Regions from separate parts of the Hordeum vulgare genome. Here region 1 is linked to region 2. Evidence: chromatin contacts called from public Hi-C data. All regions are on one chromosome and are shown on one strand. The core of a region is the stretch at or near the end of the contact, and the rest is flanking DNA. Distances in the headings are between cores, read along the strand shown. Region 1 has its middle 7.5 kb from the start of LOC123446663. Region 2 holds the start of LOC123449042 (probable protein phosphatase 2C 30).

What was found. A called contact is a pair of places that touch in the nucleus more often than the background predicts.
Region 1: a contact with region 2 is called in a Hi-C map of leaf, with 2.6 times the contacts expected there. The contact joins the enhancer-like site here to the promoter of LOC123449042 in region 2. A contact is called at or near these places in 2 of 6 Hi-C or Micro-C datasets (leaf and seedling).

Annotation. Positions count from the first base shown.
Region 1 is chr4H:481,820,124-481,827,118 of MorexV3_pseudomolecules_assembly, forward strand. No RefSeq gene overlaps it. Among protein-coding and RNA genes, the nearest start is that of LOC123446663, 7.5 kb to the right of the region's middle. Within about 2 kb of position 2,823, at least 1 of the 3 cell types and tissues checked has open chromatin away from gene starts, as enhancers often do. A contact at or near this core is called in leaf, where this site is marked.
Region 2 is chr4H:481,539,908-481,547,065 of MorexV3_pseudomolecules_assembly, forward strand. LOC123449042 (probable protein phosphatase 2C 30) reads left to right here and starts at 3,668. Exons shown (of 3, transcript XM_045126111.1): 1 at 3,668-4,201; 2 at 4,328-4,660; 3 at 4,793-5,633. The coding sequence starts at 3,866. The coding sequence ends at 5,326.

The DNA.
Region 1 (6,995 bases), core at 1,573-4,072, 280 kb after region 2:
TTTGGTTCACAAAATTGAAAATATGTTCATCATTTAAAAAATTGTTTCCATTGTTCTTTTAAAATTTTATTTTTTGTTTTTCCTTTTTCATTTTCATCCTTTCTTATTCCTAGTTTTCCTCTAAAAAATTTATCATACATTCACAAAATATTCGGGCATTTCAAAAAATGTTCCAGCTTTCTCGAATTTATTCACATATTCAAAAAATGTTTATGTTTGCAAATTTTGTTAACAAATTTAAAAAATGTTCAGGGAATTAAGGAAATTGCTTGCGCTTTGAAAAAAATGTCCGTATTTTCAAAAAATATTTTTGTTTTCAAATTTCGTTCACAAATTAATTTTTTTTGAGAATTTCAAAAAACTTCATGTTTTTAGAAATATGTTTGCATATTCAAAAAATGTTCATGTTTTTAAATTTTGTTTGGAATCCAAAAAATGTTTAGGAATTTTAAAAAATGTGCCAGGTTTCCAAAAATGTTAACAAAATTATAAAATGTTCACATCATCAAAATGTTAATTTAGGTTAAAATTTGTTAGTAAATTCAAAATTTGTGCTAGTTTTGAATAAAATGTTCGTAGTTCAGGAAAACTTGGTTGGAGGAGGTCCACGGTTCGAGCCCTTACTTGAACAATAGTTTTTGGATTTTTTCGTGTTTTGTCAGTTTCGTGGGATTTTTTAAGGGTCTTGGTGCAAATCTAACACGTGAGGTTCTCATTCGGACTAGCTAGCACAATGCCCCCATTGATACGAAGTCACGGGTTCGAGTTACAGTGTCTCCATGTGTGTATTTTATGCTTTTTCTAAGTTGCGAACGTGGCACTCGAAATGGATCGGCCCAGGTTAGACGCCCCTCTGCAATATGCTGGCACTTTCCCGTAACAAGCGGCATATAGGAGGTCTAGTATAATTAATCGCAGCTGTGAAACCACATGCAGACGTGCTTTCCAAATCACAATTCCACACCAACCTCTGATTGAATAGTTTAGGGAGACTATATATGGCATCCTCAGCCCACTAGGGTCCAAACCATGTTGCTCGCATTTATTTCTGGATTTATTGCAGGATTGCCGACGATGCGCATTCAATGGATGGATATGTTTCCGTCGACGACGAGGTGCCCACGATGACTTCGTAAATATGAAGATGATAAGCCGGTTGAGTCTCTCGGAAATACATGATAAGAATACAATGAAGAAACAATCAACCTCCAACTCCCGCGACCCACGCCGCCCCCACGACGACTGGGTCGTGCCCTCCGCCTCCCGCCTCCTAGCCCCCCTTCCCTCCTTCTTCCAGCCGTCGATGGTGTTCTGCGCTGGCCCTTGGCCGGGTGGCCCCGGTGGTAGCGGACCTCTGGCCTTTCCCCTCCTAGCCTTGGGTGGCGGGGGCAGCACTGGCCCAGGTGGTGCTCCTCGTCGGTGACTAGTCGGCACGACGATGGGTCTTCTTTGGTGCAGTAGGGTGGCCAAGGTGCTGGTGGCACTATCGTTGGTGGCTGGGCGGCGGTGGTGGAGCTCCGGCCCTACAAGCCCAGACTTAGGCCCTTTGGCCCCGATCTGGGTCCTAGCGGGCCTGCCTCGTTGTCTCCGGTTGGCATGCTGAGTGGCTCGTGACGGAGATGGCAGCGATGACGCCACACCACTGCAGCGTGGCGATGGGAGCTTCACGGGCTTGTTTGTGTCCGACCGAGCTTATGGGCCAAAGAGGGTAGCAGCGGCAACGGCCTACGTGCAGCAGCATGAAGGCAGGGACTTTACGGGTCCTAACGCTTGGCCGTGCCTGTTTGGCCTCGTGTGTCCCTGCTTCCATGTCTGATCGGCACCCGGATGGCGGTGGAGGACGTCTTCCTGGTGGTTGCGCTGCTGTCGCCCTCTGGTTCCAATGGCTCGGTGTGCTTTTGTCGTCGCGTCCGGATGGCTACCGTTAATGACAGTGGAGGTTGTTCCCTCCTGCGTGGTTGTGATTCTGTCGGACCTTGTGTACGGCTATTTCGTCTTAGGTTGGCCGGCCTTGCTACGTTGGCCATGGTGAGACAAAATGGTGAGTGCAAGACCGTGGTGGCGTATGTTGGTAGATGGCTTAATTAGTGGAGCGCCTCGGGAGAAATCCTTTGTCATTTTGATACTCACACGATGACACATGAGAGTGTTAGCCTTCCTTCTTGAAAGGCGTCGGGTGTACCTCTTTCCCACTCCTTCGAGCGTACCCGAGGAAACCCTAGGTCTTGTCCGGACAATAGTGTTATCGTCGTCATTACTATCTTTTTTGGAGGTGTTGTTTGGTACGCGGCGAATTGAAATGCTGGGATCGTGGTGGGAATACTCCGAAGAGGGCGCAACTGTTGCGAGTCATTTCTGTTTTCTCTTTGTTTTTCTTTTGGGTGTGGATGTATTGTTTGCCCCAACAGTGTTTTTTGTTGTATTGTGTGGTTGCTATATTAATATAACGGGGCGAAAAAGTATTTCATGTGCTTGTGAGTCTATCGAAGGTATTCATAGAAATAAGATGTACGTGTGTGTTTATAAAAATGAGTTGTATCCGAGTGTATATAAGCGCTTGCGTATGTATTTTGTTAAAGCTTCGCTTGGTATGGGTGTAATATTTCACACCCGTATTTATTTTACAGGTATATTCTCCATACCACAACATGATTTCCATCTGTTTAAAAACAACGGACACAGGTTCGTTTATATTTTACGAGTGTATATCGCTGTGAAACGACGATCCAATCAGGGCATAAAATCAAGAGACTTCTGTGCAGGGCGATTGTGCAGTCGAGAAAAGGACGGCGGCGGCCAGGTTCGACAACAGCGACTACGGCGCATGATCTACCCGGCTGCTACTTAACGCGTGGTCGCTAGTGGTGACAACAGCGATCTGGCGTGTTGCTGCCTTGCGCATCCCAGTCATGAACAGCGATCTGGATGTTGTTCAAAAACAGAAAAAAAATTAGGAAGAATCATCGGTGCATGCTGTTTTGTGTTCAGTTTCAGTCCTTTGTTTAGGCTTGTATAATTCTGAAATTCCTTCGTAAACCGGGCCTCCACTGGTGGAAAAAGGGCCTTTGGTCGCGGTTCGCAACTGCCATTAGTCGCGGTTGCGCAACCGCGACCAAATAGGCGCGACTAAAGGCCCCCCCTTTAGTCGCGGTTGCTTAAGAACCGCAACTAAAGGCCCGTCCACGTGGGCGCCAGGCGGCCGTCGGGGCGGAGGACCTTTAGTCGCGGTTCTTCTGCCCAACCGCGACTAAAGGCCCCCCCCCCCCTAAACCTGTTTTCTGTTTAATTTGTATTGTTTTATTTCTTTTGTGCTTTATTTTAATTTTGAAGGAGTTTCACATATTCTACGGTACTACATACATGCATATGAATGTACAATTTCAAACAAATTTGAAATTAGAACCAAAAAGAATTCAAGAGGAATATACAATATATATTCAATATCATCGGATGACCATATACAATTTTGAACAAGTTTCCATACATAATTTAATGCATATGAAGTTCTACGTCCTCGTAATGGTGTTCTCCTTTACGATGGAGGACTTCCCTCCTGAACCATCCAGCTAGTTCCTCTTGAAGTGGTCGGAAGCGAGCTTCTGGACTAAGCATCACCCGGAGGTTATTCCGCTGAGCATTGGTATCACTCGGAACCCGCTCAGAGGTGTATCTCCGGATCATCTCATAGACATAGTATCCACATAGATTGGTCCCCGCTGGCTGAATATCCCCACCATTCTTAGCCTTTGACCTTTTGAATTCTAGCTCTTTTTTGAATTCACCGACCTTTGTATCTACGAACCGTCTCCAAACCCTACGAGGCAAAGAAAATTAAATGAACAAGAGAGTTATTAGTTACTTGATATTAGGAAATGAACGAAATAGGCCGATCGATATAGAGCGCAAATGAATGAAAATAATTACTTCTGCAGCATTCTTCTCATGCCGCCCCAAAGCTTTGGATCCATATTCAGAGAGTCGTGGACGAGACATTCTGAGGTGTCAACTTTAATTACTAGCAGAATCCAGTGGAACCTGCGGACACGATACATGCACAGTACGTCATGCATAACTCATCGATTAGCCGGCCACATATCATGCATGGAGTAAACAAAAGAGAATGTGCTCAAGACAGAAACACTCACCCAAAATGGTAAGGAAATAGAATATCACTTTTGAGTTCCTGCTTTGTAAGAAACTGCCACAGGTCTGCCTCCATGTCGGCGGGGTGATGCTCCAACACATATCCATTAACGATGTGTGGGTCAATGAACCCAACATCATGGATGTTCCTTACTCTGCATTCCTTAATCTTCATTCTGCATGTATAATAGCGGACACAACAATATAGTTACGACATATATATAGTGCAGGCAATATGAACGAGATGGGGTATAAATAAATCACTTACAGAACGTAGCAACTGATGATAGATTTGTCGAGCTCGCGCAGATTGAAAAGCTGGAACAATTCACTCAGATGAATTTGTACATAGTAATGTTTGAAGTGATGCTCATATCTAACTTCCGCATAAATATAATCTTTGGCGTTTTTATTTTTTATGTAACCCTTGTACCATTTCAGCAGACCTTTCATTTGTGGAGGTAGATCCTCTTCCTGCGCAGGCTCGACGAGAGGCCCATTCTTCACATATGTAATTACTACCTCCTTCACTGGCGCCTCATCAAGGCCTAACATTTCACGAAGAGTAATACCTAAGTTGGCCGCTTGTTCTCTGGCACTCGTTACAGTCAATCCATGTGCTGCCGCAGCTGCTATGATATCGGGGTCATCCGGACCGGCGGCTTTCACTATAAGCGGGGCAATCGATTGTTTACTTTGTTCCCCGAGCTGGGCAACTCGTTTCCCGCTTTTTTTACTTTCTAATTCCGTTTTCTCGGCCTCCTCCAAGGCTTTGTTCTCCTGGTTCTCCGCCCGCTCTTTCTTCTCCTTCAACATGAGTGCCTGCCTACGAAGTTCACGTGCATAGTCGTCAGGCAGATTCTTCGCGGCTTGGGACGGTGTGCTCAAAAATGACTTAGCCCACTTCTTTTGCTCATCAGAAAATACTGGCTTGGGCTCGGGCTCTCTTTTCTTCTTGCAGTCCGCCTTCCATTTCTCATGATCAGCAGCCGCCCTCGCGGCAGTTTCCTCGGCACTACGTTCCCAAGGCCTTGTGGGGAGAGGCTTCAGTGATGTTCTTTCAGGGAAAATTCAGAAAAATAAAACTAATTCAATTCAATATGTTAAAAACACAAAAATTATATCAAAAAATTAAGAAAAATAAAACTAATTCAATTCAAAATGTTAAAAATACAAATAATATATCAAAAAATTCAGAAAAATAACACTAATTCAATTCAAACGTCCTTATCCCACCGACAGTTTTCTTAGATGACACAAAAACCACATTTAGTCCCGGTTGCACCAACCAGCCGGGACTAAAGGTTAGATGACCAGCTCTGGATTCCTCTTCTTCCCGCCATTTCTTCCCTGTCTTCCCGCCTCTTTCTTCCCGCCACTTTCTTCCCGCCTCCTGTCTTCCCGCTCCCATTTTTCCCGCCATTTCTCACTACATATATGTAGCCCGGCTTGGCCAGCATTATCACATCTCTACAATCTCTCATCACTCTCTCATGGCTTCCACCGCACCCACTCTAACCTACCAGCAGGTGGAGGAGCTTTGCGCCTCGAACTACCCTTGTCCACCGGGCTACCGCGTCCCCACCGGCTGGAGCCTAAGCGCCGGCGGCGTGCCGGTCCCTCCCGTCCCTCAGGGTACTGCGCGTCGGGCGGCCATCACGAACCACTACTACCTCGACCTCACGCCGGAGCAGCGGATGAATCCCCGCTGGCATCCCGATAACCAGCATACTTGGGACGCCTTCTTCATCAATCGGCGTGAAAGGGCGCTCGCCAGGTATGAGGAGGACGGTCTGCCTCCTGGGAACTTCCACGAGGCCGGCCGTCGGCTATGGTGGTACGGCCGGACTCTGCAGAGCGTCATGGACTACATCACGGCCGGCGATATCCCCCGCCTGCGCTACCCTCAGTTCGAGCCACGAGCGCCGCCCGACGACAGCGACGACGACGGCGGCAACTTAGAAGGCGACGACTACCAGTACAACGACGACAGCAGCTATGAAGACTACGAGTATGCATATTATACGCCTAGGCAGGAGTATGACTAAATCACTCCAAATTTCATGTATCATCAGTGGTATCTCGAATCATTCGAAAATGGACACCAAACACATCACGGGTAATATAATTCACATGATCCATTCAACAAAGTTTGGTACAATAAATTATTACACATCATTTCTTCCCTTGTGTCCCTGCTTGCTTACGATTGTGCCGTATCCATGGAGCATCCTCATCATTTAACTTAATGCTTGGGTCGGTGTTCACTTTGAAGGGCGGAATTTCAGCAAACATATTATAATCTTCTGACATGTCTGTCTTGTCCTCCACTCCCACGATGTTTCTTTTCCCTGAAAGAACAATGTGGCGCTTTGGATCATCGCATGATGTACTGATCGTTTTCTTATCTTTCCGTTTCCTTGGTTTGCTACTCATGTCCTTCACATAGAAAACCTGAGCGACATCTTTCGCTAGGACGAATGGTTCGTCAAGGTAACCAAGATTGTTGAAATCCACCATTGTCATTCCGTATTGCTGGTCCACCTTTACCCCACCTCCTGTTAGCTTGAACCATTTGCACCGGAACAAAGGGACCTTAAAGGAGGGTCCATAGTCAAGTTCCCATATCTCCTCTATGTAACCATAATATGTGACCTCTTGCCCATTCTCGGTTGCTGCATCAAAGCGGACACCACTGTTTTGGTTGGTGCTCTTTTTATCTTGGGCGATCGTGTAAAATGTATTCCCATTTATCTCGTACCCTTGGAAAGTCGTTATAGTCGAAGATGGTGTCTTGGCCAACATGTACAGCTGATCTACAACATCATTGTCATTCATTAAATGTTTTCTCA
Region 2 (7,158 bases), core at 2,418-4,917:
AGATGGACATCACCATGATAGGTCTTCGTGCGCGTAGGAAAATTTTTGTTTCCCATGCGACGTTCCCCAACACTAGATACTAGCTATGGACCCGTAGGTCTGTGGTGAACTACTCACAAAACACCATGGAGCAGCAAGGTCGATGCAGAGGCCCTCCGTGATCGATCCCCCTCCGGTAGGGCACCGGAACAGGGCTCCAGATGGGCACACGGCGGAACATAGACTTGTGATGGTGGGAAAAGTGTTTCGGGAGCTCCCGTTTAGGGTTTTTGGAATACACAATAATTCATAAGCCAGAGAACAAGGTCGGGAGAGTTGAGGGGGGCCCACAAGATAACAGGGCGCGACCACCCCCTGGGCGCACCCTGTTGGCTTGTGGGGCCCTCGTGCGACCTCCGGTCTTCTCCCGAAGCTTCTAGGTCTTATTTTGGTCCAGAGAAAATTATCAAAAAGTTTCGTGGTATTTGAATTCCATTTGGTACTGTAAACTTGAAAAGTCAAAAACATGCATAAAATAGTAACTCACACTTGGCACTTGATTAATAGGTTAGTGCACAAAAATAATATGAATCAGCAAATAAAAGCCCAAAAATTATCAGAGAATGATAATATTATAGCATGGAACAATGAAAATTTATGCAAATATTGGAAACGTATCAACCTACGTGCTTCGACTACGTAGCCATTTCGGGTCATAGCGCCACGACATGCGGTCCATGCCACCGCCCTGAGGCCATCCCAACGGTTGCACTGACCCACGTGTTGTAGCTGCGTCGCCCATTCGGATCATAGCGCCATGGCATTTGGTCCGATTTGTTGCCCTCACGTGTTGGCTTCTATGTGGTATGCGTCACGCCACCTCCCTAGGCGCGGGAACGCCACCACCCGCCCCCGCTCTTTGCACGCTGTCACGTTCTTGTCCTACTTCGAGCACCGCCTCCATGCTCCTAACTCAGCCGCCGTCGCCGCCCATCTCCTCGTCTTCATAACACCAACTCATCTTCATCGTCACCGTCATCTTCTCCGATCACTTCATCTACTCCGATTGGTTGGCGACAACGACTCCACGCCGATTTGTGTCATAACCATCGTCGTGTCCTCCTTTGCTAGCCCACTCGACATGGCGTACAACTCATTTTGCTCCCCGTTTGTGTGCGTGTTGCTGGCAACATCGACACATGCCTTCCTCCACGACATGTCCCCGGGCCTAGCAAGCCTGATGTCACGCCTCGTCAACGTCGACTTCTACCGTCTACGCATGCCCAATACTAGCAACACTGATGCGTGCATTCGTCTACGACGTGTGCGTGGGCTTGGGAAACCCGGTGCAAGACCTCATCAACATCGTCTTCTTCCCGGCGCACCACTACCACGACACCACTGCACCCGTAACTCACACATCGCCTCCTTGTGCCCACGGCTCCATGGTGACTACCTCGACACCGGCTACCCTCACTCGAGGTTGACCACGACATCCCACGCACGGCTACCTCGACCGTGGCTACACCACCCTAAGCTCTCGGCTACCTCGACATCGACACAAATGGATATCTCCTTGCTTGAACAACCTCGTCGGTTTTCACTCTATCCATGACTTTCGCGATGTATCAACTGTTCGGCTGAGGGGAGGTGCCCGTCAGCTTACCTTCGGATTATTTTTCTGTTCATTGTCTGCGTCCCTACCGTTGTGACTGCGAGCGAAAGTGAAGTGTCATGCTTTTTTTTTAAAAAACATGGGATAAATTAGGATTTGTTCTAGCTTGTCTCGTGCTCCTAAATGGTCATGTATCCCTATATATATATGCCCACGAGGCTTTAGATATAACATAAAATCCAACGATTCCAGCAATAAACCTTTATTCCTTTTACACATTGGTTCACAGGACTGTCAAGGTCTACACATTAGAAAAAAAAAAAGGTCTGCACCTCGGTGATGCGCCCAACATGCCTCAAGACTCAAGAGTCAATGATCAAGTCACTGCAAGCGTTTATGTCACCGTCGGCAAAGGGAAAACATATGGCAAGGTTTCGTAGTTTTCAGGTGGGAAATTTTGAAGAGATTTTCCTATGATTTTCCCAGAGTTTTCGTACTACAGTGTGCAAGCTTTGCATTGCGGGCAATCACACGCAAGGAAAAATATCTCGCTGGAGAAGTGGAGAACATGGTCCAGATGGCCGGCTGGCTGTTATTCTGAAGGCCCGTCGCACGCCACTGATTACGTGCCAATGTGTCTGGCCACAAGCTCGAAACAAAGTGCCGGAATCATGGAGCGCGTGTGCCGTGTCTGTACTGCCGCGGGCGAGAAAAGGAAAATTCTATAGCTCACACGGCACACCTGGCTGGCTTTCGTCCCTCCCGGCGTTGCGGTCGTACTTGCCTGCCACCGGTATGGCGATGACGCGGATGGCTGGCTGTGCAGTGCAGGATTCCGTTCATCCCTGCGAAGAAGAAAGCTCGCGCCAAGAGTTTCGTGTTAGCGTACCCCAAACGTGCCAACAGCGACGAGAATGCATTTTGACCTTCAAATGCAGGAGCTCGCAAGGATCTCTCTGGTTATCTTCCGGCAGCGTCAACAGCTGTGAAAGAAATGATGCACGCACGGAAAATTTAGGCCGGGTGGGTCTAGCGAGCTAGCTGTCTGATTAATCTATGCACATGCCCATACTCGACGCGTGGCTTGAGTGTGTGAGATTAAGACGTCGCTCATGATCCAGACGGGCACGTCCTCCCTTTCTGTTGATGGCTCCTTCCCTTTGTGCTATGCACGTACGTGTCTGGCGTCCAGTTCAGTACATGGCATTGTCACCGGGAAATGGACTGCAGACCCGCGCGCGGCAGCGGCAGCTGGCGTGGTTTCGATGCGATTTCACGTGATTCGCATGGCACCTCCTGGTTTCTTCGAGCATTGCGGCATGGTGTAGATATGTTTGCCGCCAAAATTTCCATAGGAACGCGGTCGAACGATTCGGTTCCTTTCTCGTGCAGGCAAGGAGAATGTGAAATAGACGACAGAGCATTCCAAAACCATCTTCACCTAGTGCATCTGTTGAAGGTAAAACAGCAAGGGAAAGCCCTACAGATTCATCACGGTTCCGACGAACACAAGTCAAAAACAAGAAACCATCACGCTTGTGGAAGAAGGTCATGGACGTCGGATTGGCACCAACGGATCCACGTAGTACGTGTACGTGCATGGTGTGGCCCAGCGCCATAAATGCGCTAGCTAGCTAGCCAGGTAGGGCATGCAGAGGGAGCCTGGCCGTGGCCCATGGCACACTGGCATGGCGGACGACGGCGACCGGACACGAGCCGGAGCCGGAAGGAAGAGCGTGGCCCGTACACCACCCCTTGCCTCTTCCACATGTACCCCCTGCCGGCATTCCTTCTTATCCATCCACGGGTGTGCGGCATCGTCCACGTAGACCCCGCCCCTCCGCCCTCCCGCGAGCAACCACGGAGCCACGCACACGTGTCGATGTCCGCCCACTGCCCGCGCCGAACACCGAACGCGGAAGCGATTCCAGCCCGCCCAACTCTTGTCCCCCGGCCGCGTGCCCAGTGGACGCGCCTGCGCCTCGACACGCGTCCCCGCGGCCACGCGCGAGCGTCACGTGGAGCCGCATCCGACGGCCCCCGCGCCATCGCACAACTGTACGGGCCGGCCGCCGCGTGGCACGTAGCGCCTCTTCCCTCCTCCTCCCACATCGCATTTATATGGAGGCGCCACTTGCTCGCTGCCCCTTCAAAATCGCCTCGCCATTTGCCACACGTCGGAGGAGAGGACACCAGAGGGGAAATATTCAGCTGCCTGCTCTAGCTTGTTTTTTTTTTTGAAGAGTTAGTTCTTGGTTGGTGTCGTGATCCATGTCGGAGATCTGCTGCCACGTGCCGGCGGGGGCCGGGGCGGAGGGGAAGGGCGCCGACTGCCAGGACGGCAGCCGGGCGGCGCGGCGCCGGAGGATGGAGATACGGCGCCACAGGCTGGTGGCCGAGCGTGGGGCCGAGGAGACGTCCAGGAAGAGGCGGAAGCTGGAGGAGGAACCCTCCTCCACGGACGAGGAGGAGATTGAGCCCGCCAAGTACGGCGTGACGTCGGTGTGCGGCCGCCGGAGGGACATGGAGGACTCCGTTTCCCTCCGGCCCGAGTTCCTCCCCGGCCACCACTTCTTCGGGGTCTTCGACGGCCATGGCTGCTCGCATGTGAGCACACACATCCCTACTTCTTCTCATCTACTAGCACATGTCCACACCGAAAGGGGCAGGCACTTTGTTTCGAGGTTTGACTCGGGAGTAAATATTCATCGATTGAATTGCATGTGCGTGTAGGTTGCAACGTCGTGCGGCGAGCGGATGCACGAGATCGTGGCCGACGAGGCCCGTTCGTCGGGCTCAGACGACGCGGAGCGGTGGACGGGCGTCATGGAGAGGAGCTTCGCGCGGATGGACGCCGAGGCCGTGGGCTCAAGGTCAAGGGCCAGCGGCGCCGAGGCAGCGCCCAACTGCCGGTGCGAGCTGCAGCTGCCCAAGTGCGACCACGTCGGCTCAACGGCCGTCGTCGCCGTCGTCGGCCCTCGCCACCTCATCGTCGCCAACTGCGGTGACAGCCGTGCGGTCATCTGCCGCGGGGGCGCCGCCATCCCACTCTCATCCGACCACAAGGTATGTATGTATATATATATATATATGTGTGTGTGTGCGCCCACAACCAAGTTTTTCTAAGCTGTGCTGTTAAAGATTTCTAATGGCACGGCCGTCCGTTGTTCTAACCGTAGTTTGATTCGCTTTGATCAGCCGGATCGCCCCGACGAGCTGGAGCGGATCCAAGCGGCCGGAGGGCGCGTCATCTTCTGGGACGGCGCCCGCGTCTTCGGCGTGCTCGCCATGTCGCGCGCCATTGGAGACAGCTACCTGAAGCCATTCGTGATACCCGACCCGGAGGTGAGGGTCCTGGAGAGGAAGGACGGCGAGGACGAGTTCCTCATCCTCGCCAGCGACGGCCTGTGGGACGTGGTGAGCAACGAGGTGGCGTGCCACGTGGTGCGGTCGTGCGTGCGGAGCAAGGCCAAGCGCCGCGGGGGCCGGTCCAGCCCGACCTCCAACCTGAGCCCCAGGCAGAGCAGCGGCAGCGGCAGCAGCAGCGGCGACGAAGCCCAGAACGAGAGCGGCGGTTGTGCCGCCGGCGCTGGCTCCGAGAGCGACGACGAGGAGGTGGACGAGGCATGCGCCGAGGCGGCCATCCTGCTGACCAAGCTGGCGATCGCGCGGCAGAGCCCGGACAACGTCAGCGTCGTCGTCGTCAACCTCAGGCGCCGCCCGAGATTCTGACCGCCGCCGCTAGATCCATGGATCCACCAACACCAAGCCGGTCGTCCCTGCATCCCGACTCAGCGGCGAACGTGGCATCCATGGCGGTATTCATAAAATACACAACGGAATTATTCCGTTCATTATTCGGGGGGTGGTAAAGGTGTTCAGATCAGAACCGCCCCCGCCATTTTCCTTTCGAATGCAAAACCGGTGGTGCTTCCGGCGTGGCAAGAAACTTTCTCGAGCGTCAAGAGAAACTGTAACGTATGATATGTCCGGTGTCGCTTTGGCTCGCGGAAAACGATCAAGGCTTCCATTCCATGCATGATTCATCCTCCCAGCTCCGACTAGATCGAGATCTTCTTCCCTTCTTTGTTTATCATATGCTTCCTCCGGTCGGGGGCCGGGTGTGATTGCGCAATTGTTTGGACGCGTCCGGCAACGAGAATAGAATCGGTTGCGGAACCTCGACTACAATAATGTTTCGGGCGGGATGTTCTTGCCGGGTCCAAGAAGCTCGAGCTCGCATTGTTAATTGTTAATTCAGCAATGAGCATGCATCCGGTGGACGTGGAACCTTCACGCGCAAATGCGTGGAGCGTCGCAGGTGTCGCGCTGCCGTGATCTCCGTCTTGCCGCCGCTTGCCTCCTTTGGCAGTCGCTGAAAAGTCGTCGCGGCCGGTGGGTGAGCCGCCCTGCAGTAGTGAGTCAACAAATCCGCGGGCGAAAGCCTAATTATGGTGGACACGAGGCAGCGCGTGGTATGCTACGACTTGACGATGAGATCGTGGGGAGAAAAAAAGCAAGGAGGAAGAGACCGCTGAAATCACGTTTTCTGGAGGTGAATGACACCTGTTGCGCTGTCCCGAGTTTGGTCGACGATCTTTGGCCGCGTCCAAGAGCAGAAGATTCTTTCTTTTCTTTTCTTTTTCTTTCCGGGCTGCATAATAATGGTTTCGTTTGATCGGGACGGCGTTCATCGCCACCACGCCACGTCAGGGACGCCCCCGGCCGGGCCTTTTCCTGGTCCACTTTTAGTTCTGAGGATGAGGATGGGGATGGTGATGGTGAGTGTGAGGGCGATGCTAATACTTTTCTCCTCTAGACCAGTGCAAGGTAGCTGTGTTTTCCTGCGGCAACGTACACCTGGCTGCTCTCTGCTGGATCAGCGTGTGCACTTATAGTTCCAGTTGGTGTTGACGGGTATCGTGATTAGTAGTACTAGTATAATTTTTGAACGTAAACGGGTGTCGTGATTATGTCTTGCCTTGAGGGAAAGAATTGATTAACTAAGCCCAAGCACCCCCATGCAGATAAACCAAAGAGGGTCAGAACGTCCCGATTTTAGATATGTATTCGTACATAAACAAGATTAGCGTGGCAGAATTCCTAGATTAATTGTAGAGGCAAAAAGAACACATAAACTCCACGCGTCAAATAAAATGCGCAGGCAAATTAGCGGGTTTAGAACGGTATAGAAAGCAACTAGCAAAAGCGCGTCGTGCAACTCCTTTTTCACAAAGCTTTTGCGGCATTTTGCTTGGCAATTTAGATTTGCACAGTTAAAGCATCTCTGGCCGTTTGGCCCCACAAGGACCCGGCAGTTTGGACTCTACGCGCATGCCGGACGATGTCGGATAGTTCGTCTCTCGAGGAGACGCGCCTCCCACTTGTACATCCACCCGTGGCCGAAGCTGTTGGTCGTCGTTCCATCGTCAGGGAACATTTTGGTCATGACCTCGGGGAGCTTTCCGACGTTCGAGGTGAGTGAGGCTAACTCCAGCGCATGACTCTATCCGGTTCGGTTTGAAGTAAAACGGACAAATCCCACGGCCGAACGCGCGTCGTCT